2 separate regions of the Drosophila melanogaster genome follow, and region 1 is linked to region 2. A link is a contact called in public Hi-C data. All regions are on one chromosome and are shown on one strand. Each heading gives the region's core, a stretch centred on a gene start, on an enhancer-like site or on the middle of the called end of the contact. The rest is flanking DNA. Distances are from core to core; before and after follow the strand shown.

Region 1 (4,529 bases), core at 943-3,442, 170 kb after region 2:
GTGATTGTCAGGAGTGGCGACTTTAGACTGCCATTGGCCGCCTGCCGCTTGTGGCTCTTGTTGTTGCTGCTACCGCTGATGCTGTTGCTATTGCCGTTTCCGCCGCCGCCGCCGATGTTGTTGTGACGATTGCTCTGGGCCGCATGGCTACCGCTGCTGCTGGTGGTTTCCTTTTTCGAATGCTGTGACATTTAAGCGGTTGGCTTGCAAGCGGCTGTGTTTTTCACGGTTTTTGCAATGAAAATACAAAATAATAGTGATGTAAATGCCGGCGATTCGAAAAGAATTTATTAATTTTGAACACACGACGGTGACGCGATGTAGGAAATGGAAATGAAACTGAAATTTCAAATCGTCGTAGGCCACTGATAAACTGATAAGCTTCAAATGAGTGATGGTGTAAGGTGTAGAAGCTCTCTCTCTCTCTATATACGTTCCACTCTAAGGTTGCTTCGTCGGGCGTGCCACAACGGGTAATGATAATTTGGAGATCGCTTAGGTAGCCGGTTTTCACTAGCACTGATAAGGGGATAAGTTCCCAACTGATAGTAGGCTAATTTGTAATCCCCAGTTAAGGTGTCAGATTATTTCACAGGGCAAACTAAGAAATAATGGTCTTTAAAAATAATATAAAAATTATGCTACATACGACTTATGTACGTATGTGTCACAGCTTAGAAAAATATGAAAACTATAGTAGTGATAAGAACTAGCAGATATTGCTATTAAACATATACACCGAATTATTCAAGAAATGTAGGAACTCGTCATGATAATCTCAAATAATATAACATAAAAACTGTATTTTTGTAATGAAACTTATTGTTGGGTAATTATATTAATAACTTATATTACTGACTGTTTTATTTTTTTTTTTAACTGGAAGTGTATAAAAGTGTCGGCTGTTTCTCTGTATGTTTTTTTTCTCACTTTTATGCGGGTTAGTTGATAGTTTCCCTCAATTGAATTTGATTTGCGGCGAGAATGGCTTCAATTTTTCGGCAAGTGTGCCTGTGTGTGCGCGTGTTAGTGTGTGTTAGGCGGAAAAGCACAACAACAACAATAACAATAAAGACATTCTGCTGACAGAACGACAGCGATTACAACAACAATTACGAGGGACGTAGCGTGAGATTATCATGCGATACTTGAGCACCAATAAAATGAATCCACATGCGCGTAAAAAAGAGAGACGGCGGTCAGAAAGAGAGGGAGGGAGGGATGTATGGTGGGAGGAAGGGGAGGCGGCACAAGAAGCAGGCGACTTCAGAATCAGAAGCGCAAAACAGAAGCGAAAAACAGGGCCACAAAGCGAACAACAAAAACAAGCTGAGTGGACAATAACACGACTGCTGTCGTTGCTGTTGTTGTTATTGTTTCACTTTCTGGCACTTTTGTTATTATAGCACTCATTTGTTCTTTCGATTTGGTCTAGTCAGCGTGTTTAGCCATAATTCAATAAGCGCTAAGTTCACTTCTCTTTCGCTTTTCTCACTTAAACATTTGAATTTTTGTGTGGCAATCGCTGCAGCTGTTTTTCATAAGCTGGAGTTCAAAAACCCAGGGGGTGGTGGGTTGCTTTTCCGTTGCAACCACCCTCTGACAGCAAGAACAACAAACCAGACGACAAAGCATAAAAATCAATCGCACCCACACAACAGTTATTTCGGGGTTCTCTTCTTTTTTGAACTCTCAATTTTCACTTTGTTACTAATTTCCGTCGTCACGAGTTACAACAGCAACACCACCACCAACAACAACAGAGACACAATCATATGCACAACAACAAAAACACGAATAGCACAGCAAAAACAAACAATTCGCAACAGCTAATAGATTTTCATCTGATGTTTCCTTTCTGCACCTTTCCGAGCTGTTCGGTAACGTGTCCGTTGTTTGTTTAATCCGGCTTTTCAGTGGCCGATCCGACAAGGTGGACTTTAGTTTACCTGCTTCTCTGACAGTTTGGCACGGTGTTTTTACAAAACCTTTTCGGTGAAAAACTGCGAGGCCAACGAACAGTGTTGCCAGATGGTGAAATTGGCTAAAAAATCCACGAAATTCAAACGTGCTCAGTCGTCCGCCAAATGCGTCAAAAATACTAACTACCAAAAATATATCGCAATTTAATCGTACTTATTGTGTGGAGCTGTCCCTTTTTAGCACATGCTCTCCTTATGGCTGACTTGAGATATTGCTTTGCAGCACTTGATGGTGTGACCAGCTGTGTTTTGATGACAGTGCTGCCCATAAAAACGTTTGTGGGCGGCAATTTTGAATGGCTAGCAAAGTGCCTTTGCTGCGATAAGATAAGCAAACAATAAACAAAGTGATTTCTTTTCAATTTAATTTGCACACTTAAACTTTTGCGTTGCGAATGGTATCATAAGTACTACCTTTTACGCCTTCAATTTAAAATAAATAAATGCTTTTGTTACTAATAGCAAAGAATAAAAAAAAACACCCACTCATTGCTAAAGCTCATTTCATTTTTAAAAGATAAGGACTCATTGTTCGGTGAACAAAAGAAAAAGCAGTATAAAATAACTTCTTCCTGTCACTTATCGCTGAATCATCTAAGCGTGATATACGTGATTGCAAACTGAAAACGAAGAACAATCCAAATAAACAAACACCCTTTGCATGTGTATTTTTGTGGTTTTTGTTTATTTAATAATAGATTAATTACCGTACACTTAACCGAGAGAGTCCTATTCGTAACCATACACACTAAATATGCACAGAATTTTGTTGCATCGTGAATAAAAAAAAAAATAGTGAATTCATTGAAATATTAGCAAAGTAACAAAGTAAAGTACAAAGCATTCGCACGGATCAATTACAGCAATGGAAATTAAATGGCCCAGAAAGGGTGTGAATAGATCTGTTTTTTGTGGGGAAAGTTGGTTGGTTGGTTGTTTCGTTAATGGGTAGGACACAAAGCAGAGTTTAATTGAAATACTAACGCGTTTGGAAAATGTATATATATAAAATAATGTTCACATAACAATTGTTTTTGTAGTTTTCGGTTTTTGTGGATTTTTTTTGTTGCCCTGCGTATCAGATCAATTTCAAGTTCTTTTCATGTGGCATTTCCTGCGGTTTTCCTCAATTCGTTTAGCTAACTCGCCGTCCATATTGTAAGCTTGCATGCTAAACACAAAATATATTTTATTTATATATAGATTTCTGTATAGGGGGGGGGCTTCATTCCGATGCATCCCGACCGGAGCAAAGTTAGTTAATTTTGGCCATGCCGTAAACATTCTCATCGGAGTAGGCAATGTACAGGAAATAGTCCTCCTCGTGATGTTCCTATAAAAATACATCGAACGTATGTGATTCGATTGCAAGGCTAATAATAATGGGCATTGTGGTAATTACCTGGTACAGGGAGCCCATGGTAGCCGATGTTGGTGGAATGACGTTGTTCACAAAGAAGAAGAGGGCATCCTCGGGACGCAGGTGGATGCGCTTGCGAATGAGGAAGTAGAACTGACCGACGGTCAGGTCGGAAGGCACCAGGTACTTCTTCTTGTCCAAATCACCGATGCGCGCCTTGGGAGCCTTCTCGACGATGACCTTTGGGTTTAAATAGAAGAAGAAATACAGGAGGTGAGTTGTTGTTGCGGGCTACTTGTGCATGTTAATGTGCGCACATTTCGCACCTGATTACGTGCCCAATAAGGCTCACATATTTGGCTACAAATGGCATTTGCATTGCTGGAAGCAAGTGTGCTCGAATACGTGCTACCTTGGAATATGATAATGCCGAAAACATAAACTATAGTCTTATGAATTCTGATGCTTGCTATCTAGTGTACAAAATACCTTAATATTAATTGAAAACTAATTTGTTTACGAACAACTATACCTGATTGTTATTGGCCTGACTCATATTATATTTAGACAGGAAAATGAGTAATTTCGTAATTTCAGTCAGTAATTTCGTAATGCATTTTGGAATTTCGTAAGTTGGAATGTGTAATTACACACACGTGTGTTTTTGTTCACATATTATTTTTAAGCCAAATTCAATGCATTTTTCAAGGGGTATATGTTTTGTAATATAATTAAGATTTCTAGCACCTGTTTACATTCAAGTTCACCTGTATCATCTGTTTTTTTTTGTTCATTATGCAAAAACACATACACATTTTACAGCATTTTAGCCAAATTGATCACCAAGACGACCAAGTTGGTCATTGAAGTGAGCTTTGTAACGAATCTACTGCATTTCCTTGGCTCTGGAATAATTGCTAGCTGGCCTAGACTAGACGATCCGTTCTAGCCAGGGGCTCATTAGTTAGCCTTAGCCAAATTATTGGCAAACTGGTTTGTCCAATTTTTTTTTTTTGGAACAGGAAGCGGGTGCCAACATAGTGAATACGAAATGGGCAAAAACTGCTTGTCGCGAATGCCACCCCTCTATACACTAGTGTTCTATCGAAATTCGTTATCGTCATTGGCCGAACTCAAGGCACAAGTATGAGATGTGCTAGTACGTATGTATGTACTAAGTATATTCT
Region 2 (4,963 bases), core at 1,323-3,822:
CGATGTTGTTATTGGTACAAAATTTGGCAGTGTTTGTTGCGGAGCTGGTGAACGTATTTGCGATGGATTTTGTGGCCTAAGCAGTTCACCCAGTGTCGACATTGGCCCTCCGGATACCCTGTCTTGAGTTTGAGCTGGATTGGTTGGATTCGTTGTTCGAATTACAGTGCGGGGGACTACAGGTGCCATTTGCGGTCTACTGGCCATTTGAGGCTTCGTATGGAGCTTAACCTGTAAGCCAGGACCCTGCGTTATCTGTGGACGCACTTCAGGCGGCTTTGCGTTTGGGCCCGCCATCTGATTGGTGGTGGCGATGGGGGACACGCCCGTTCCCATAGTCGCCGCCGGCTTGGGCAAAATTCGTACGTTGGGCACAAACTTTAGGGGTATCATATATCCCGAGCCCACACTGATGGCGGACGTGATTTTGGGAATCACAAACTTGGGAAGAGCTTGATCGGGCGATACACTCGAACTGACGCTGTTCGTTGCGGCGGCGGCGGTGGATGTGTTGTTAATGACTGGGCCAGAGGACCTCCTAACATTGGTGAAGGTGGGGCCAATGCTTGTGGCAGTGCTTGCACTGTTGGTCATGCTCGTGCTGCTGCCTTTTGAGGTGGACGGATAGACAATAGCCAATGGCATACGTACCGGCACCGGTGTTTTGGCCGGAGGCTCCCCCGCCACTGGTATGGCGCCGTTGGCTGTCCGCTTTAGTGCGGGACGGGCCGTGGAACGAGAGGTAACTGGCGTTAAGGCCAGACCCATGGAGCCCTCAAAGAACCACTTGTCCTGCAGCTGATAGCCGGATGAGCGCACGGCCTGCAATTCGTGGTAAAAGGCGCGCAGCACCAGCCAGGTGACCTCGCAGTGCTCGTGACTACACATCACTTCCATGCCGACCTTCTGCCAGAATTCGTCGTAGCGCGGCGGTTTCACCTTGTTGTGCAGGGAGTCCTCCGTCAGCTGAACTAGTTCTGGCATGTTGCGCATCGTGGTGATCAGCGCCATCACAGTGTGGAAATTCTCAATGGGCTCGTGCCAACCGTTTTGCAGGTACTTGGAAGACTTGCATACGGTGCCGCGCATGCGCTGTACGTGCGGTTCCATGAAGTCCATCAACCGACACAGCTCCGAAGTGCCGATATGACGTGGGCGATGGATTAACTCCCATTCGTAGCGAGTCTGCAGCTTTAGCCAGCACTTCATCAGCTTGGTGGCTTTGTCATGGACTTCGTTTGAAATGGCACTCCAGATTAGAAAGCGATGTCGTGTGTTCTGATAGCCCGTGCACGTGCTATCGTACAGAAGGGGATAGGCACTGACTGCCTCTATGAGGCGACGCTGTAACCTGTTGCAACGGTAGTTATAGGTGGGGTCCTCCTCGACATCCAAATCTATGATGTCCATTGGCGGATTCTCTATGACCTCCACATCGGGCCGGGTTTCGCTCTCATCCACATGCTCTTTTTCAAGAATCTCTGTCGGAATCTTGTCGACAATCAGTGGGAATCTGGCCACATGGGTATACATGAAGCGCATCTCTTCCTCGTATTCCATGCAAGGACGCCAACGCAGGGCCGCCCGATCTTTTTGGATGGCACTGCGATGAAAGTTTCTTAGACGACGAACATGGCGCTGATATTTATATCGCAGCGCCGACCAGGATCTCTTGCAGTTGGTCGCATTCGTTGCCAGGCGGCTGGCGATTTTTTTCCATTGTTTCTCCCTTTGAGCGACGTCGCGGAATTTCGGATGCCGGGCGTCATACAATAGCGGCTGGCGGCGTACCAAAGCGATGAGCAGCCTCTCTGCCCTATAGGTTTGCAGAATGCCGCCATCCCGAGATCCCGGATAAGTGCATCTGCTGAACGGATTTGGGGCCTTATCGTCATCCACGCCATTCGTCTTCTGACCAATTGTGTCAGCTTTGAGGAAAAAAAAAAACGGAAGTTAGTTGAACGGCTGACCAGGTGACCAACTGTCGGACTTACAAACAATTATCTGGCAATCATTTTCAATGGCAACAGGCTCCTCCTCCATGTCCTAGACACCTGATAGCTCCAATCTTGACCTACGCGCGCCTTTCCCCCACACAAGCCGTCGAGAATTCTCGGAACGGAGAAACCGGTGGGCAATCCGATGGAACCACTGCTTCACTCTTCACTCTTTTGTAGCATAAAATCACTCGGAAATAGTTTGGGAACAACTTGCAACTACAGGATTATTAAGTGCAAGCGTATCTACGTAAATATATCTACGTAAATAAGGTTTCTTGCGACGCCAGATAGTCGGCGGTTGCAAACGCAAAATGGTTAAAGAGCGTTATCGACCACGGATACCGTTATCGAAACATTCGATTAATATTTGAGTGTGAAATAGAATTGTATAGCTAAATATTTTTGTTTGTGTTAAGTTAAACAAAAATAAGTTGAAAAAACACGTTACAATTTGTAAAGCTACATTCTAGTAGCTACCCATTTGGATATCAGTGGAGTTATCGATAGCAGCCAAGCGCTGAGAGCAGAATATTTCGTTAAGTTCTCCCACTTGCGAGCACTCCAATTTCTTCGTTCTGGCAACGCTGCTTACCAGTCAGCTGTTTAGCCGGCAGGTTTTTCAACGAATGTTTTCATAACGCGTTTTCCATTCAAATTCAATTGAATTGAATTAATTTACAACCAAATATCGCTCTAAAACATGTGGGCAAGAACAAACTACCTCTGGCGAAGTGTGGGACGTCTGCGCCGCCAAGTATGCACGACGATCGTTTCACCAGCGCGAATATTTGCGGACCGAGAGAATCAGTTCGCCCATGGAATCCTGATGGATTCTCTCAAACCGTATGCAATACTGCGTCCTCGGGACTCCGCCTGGCAGGATTTGCCCGCATCTGAAGGCTTTATGCGGCCACAGCCAGATGCCAGTGCTGCCGATCTCTATGCGGACTTTTTAGGCCTGGTGAGGCACTGTAATCGCATGGAACTGAAGATCAGCGATAGCCGCTACGAAGCCTTTACCCGCTGCTTCTGTGAGCAGCTGCATCGCCTTACGGATGAACAACTTCTTGGATCGCTTAGTGCCTTGGCCGAGCTGCCCGTACCGGAATCGCCCAAAGCCAAGAACTACATGGAGATATGGAATACCCTGGACATCGAGTGCTGTCGCCGCATCGAGCGATGGTCCAGTGAACAATTGCTACTCGTGAGCGATGCCTGGTATCGTCTTGGTCTGGTCAGGATAGGCGAGTACGTGTGGCTGGCGCTGAAAAAGCTCGGCCGCAAGCTGCGAAAGCTGCCGCCAGAACAGCTCGTTCACTCCATGTTCCTGTGCAATCTACTGCGCCGACCCGTCTTCGAGATGTTCGATTTCGAGTTGAATCTGGCCCGCTGCGTGGATCAAATGACGCTGTCCGAATTGGGCGTAATGGCCATGGGCTTCTTTAAGACACAGACGCCTATCAGAAATCCGGAGCTGCTAACGCAACTCTATCAGCGATTAGGCAGCGAGCTGGACACCGTGGAAGACATTGTCCTGGTAGCGCTGCTCAAGGTGCTGCGGTACAGCAGCAAGCTGCCACAAGTGGAGCCGCTAAAGAAGATGTTAAGCGCTCTAGAGTCGCAAGTGGATCGCGTTTCCCTCCTCACGTGCCTGCACATGGCTCTTCTGGGCTGTGAACTGCAAACGTGCAATGATGCACTGGTGGAGCGCATACTGCTGAGATTCGAGCGTGAGTTAGAGACTGCCCGCCTCAAGGATATGGAGCGAATTTGTCTGGTAATGGCCCTTTTCAATATTACAACTAAGTCGGGAGTGGAACGCCGGTTGGCGGAGAGATTGCCCGATTTGCTGCGCCAGCGTATAGAGGAGATACTGCGCCATCCTCGTTGTTTCTCCAACTGCCTTCAGTTTCTCACAATGCGTGGTGTTTACGATCTTGAGCTTTTGGGCGTGGCACTGGAGCCGCGTTTCCTGAAGCATGCGTACCCAAGCGGATTGCCCGGGCGTGAGTACTTCCATTTGGATGGGTTCGCACGCCTCCTGGGGCCGGAATACCAGGGAGCACTGGTTACCGAGAAGCAACGACAGCAGATGGGCCGCAATTACACGCAGTACATCCCCGATCGGGACGGACGCTTCAAGCTGAATAATACCGATCGTATTCTAGTGGAAATACGGGATGCGATCACCATGATCCACCGTCCCGTGACCTTCAAGCACATCCTGCCGCAATACGATCGATGCGATGTAGTGTTGTGCTACGACCGCCGGCAACGGAAGGCGTTGTCCATAAATGGTGAGGCCTGTCAGGATTACAGCGGTGAGATTCTCACCCGGAAGCACTTACTGGGTGAGAGAAAGGCTGCGGATGACCAGCTGGTCACAGTGGTTATCGTTATTGCCGGCTGGAACAACGTAATCCGCGATAAGGATCGTTTCACCGGCCAAATGGATATGAAGCTAAGGCAGCTGCGGCAATTGGGACATCAGCCACTGGTGGTAAGTTTTGCTTTATCCTATGTAAGCTATATTAAAATGAAAACTTTCTCATCCTTCGAACAGTATGGTCAAGCATATGAAATTCTCTATCTCTTTCTATTTTAATTGAATTTACATCCTTTTTATTCACAAGCTCTCTCTCTCTCTTTCTCTTTTTATACGAAACGCACCTATTTAAATGTACCAATTGTGTATTTCTTCTTAGACTGCGGGTTGTATTATTATAATTATTTAATTGTCTAATCTTTTCCTGCTTTTTTCCACAGATCTATTGGCACGAGTGGCGGGAACTGGAGAACTCAGCTGACCGCCAGGACTTTCTGAAACGCCGCCTTAGCCAAATTGCAAAAATTTAGCAGGAAATAAAAACGGCAATAGAATTGATATTAGTCAGTCATTAGCATTATCTGAACATTGTACAGGCACAACACTACGATCTATTAATTATCTAGAAAAAAAAGCA

The links. A called contact is a pair of places that touch in the nucleus more often than the background predicts.
Region 1: a Hi-C map of the Kc167 cell line shows a contact between it and region 2, with 4 times the contacts expected there. The contact joins the promoter of Tango5 here to the promoter of CG2124 in region 2. A contact is called at or near these places in 1 of 1 datasets of contacts at CTCF or cohesin (the Kc167 cell line), 11 of 107 Hi-C or Micro-C datasets (the D17-c3 cell line, the Kc167 cell line, the S2 cell line and 4 more) and 2 of 6 datasets of contacts at active chromatin or transcription factors (both in the Kc167 cell line).

The regions. Positions count from the first base shown.
Region 1 is chrX:10,762,221-10,766,749 of dm6, forward strand. It overlaps Tango5 (Transport and Golgi organization 5), which reads right to left and starts at 2,193. Exons shown (of 5, transcript NM_001298157.1): 1 at 1,950-2,193; 2 at 1-214. The coding sequence starts at 191. It overlaps Atg8a (Autophagy-related 8a), which reads right to left. Exons shown (of 3, transcript NM_167245.3): 2 at 3,385-3,582; 3 at 2,658-3,315. The coding sequence ends at 3,238.
Region 2 is chrX:10,593,550-10,598,512 of dm6, forward strand. It overlaps CG2124, which reads left to right and starts at 2,573. Exons shown (of 2, transcript NM_132410.3): 1 at 2,573-4,500; 2 at 4,767-4,963. The coding sequence starts at 2,701. The coding sequence ends at 4,856. It overlaps Hmr (Hybrid male rescue), which reads right to left and starts at 2,306. Exons shown (of 5, transcript NM_132409.3): 1 at 1,995-2,306; 2 at 1-1,928. The coding sequence starts at 2,043. CG1628 reads right to left here. Exons shown (of 4, transcript NM_132411.3): 4 at 4,910-4,963.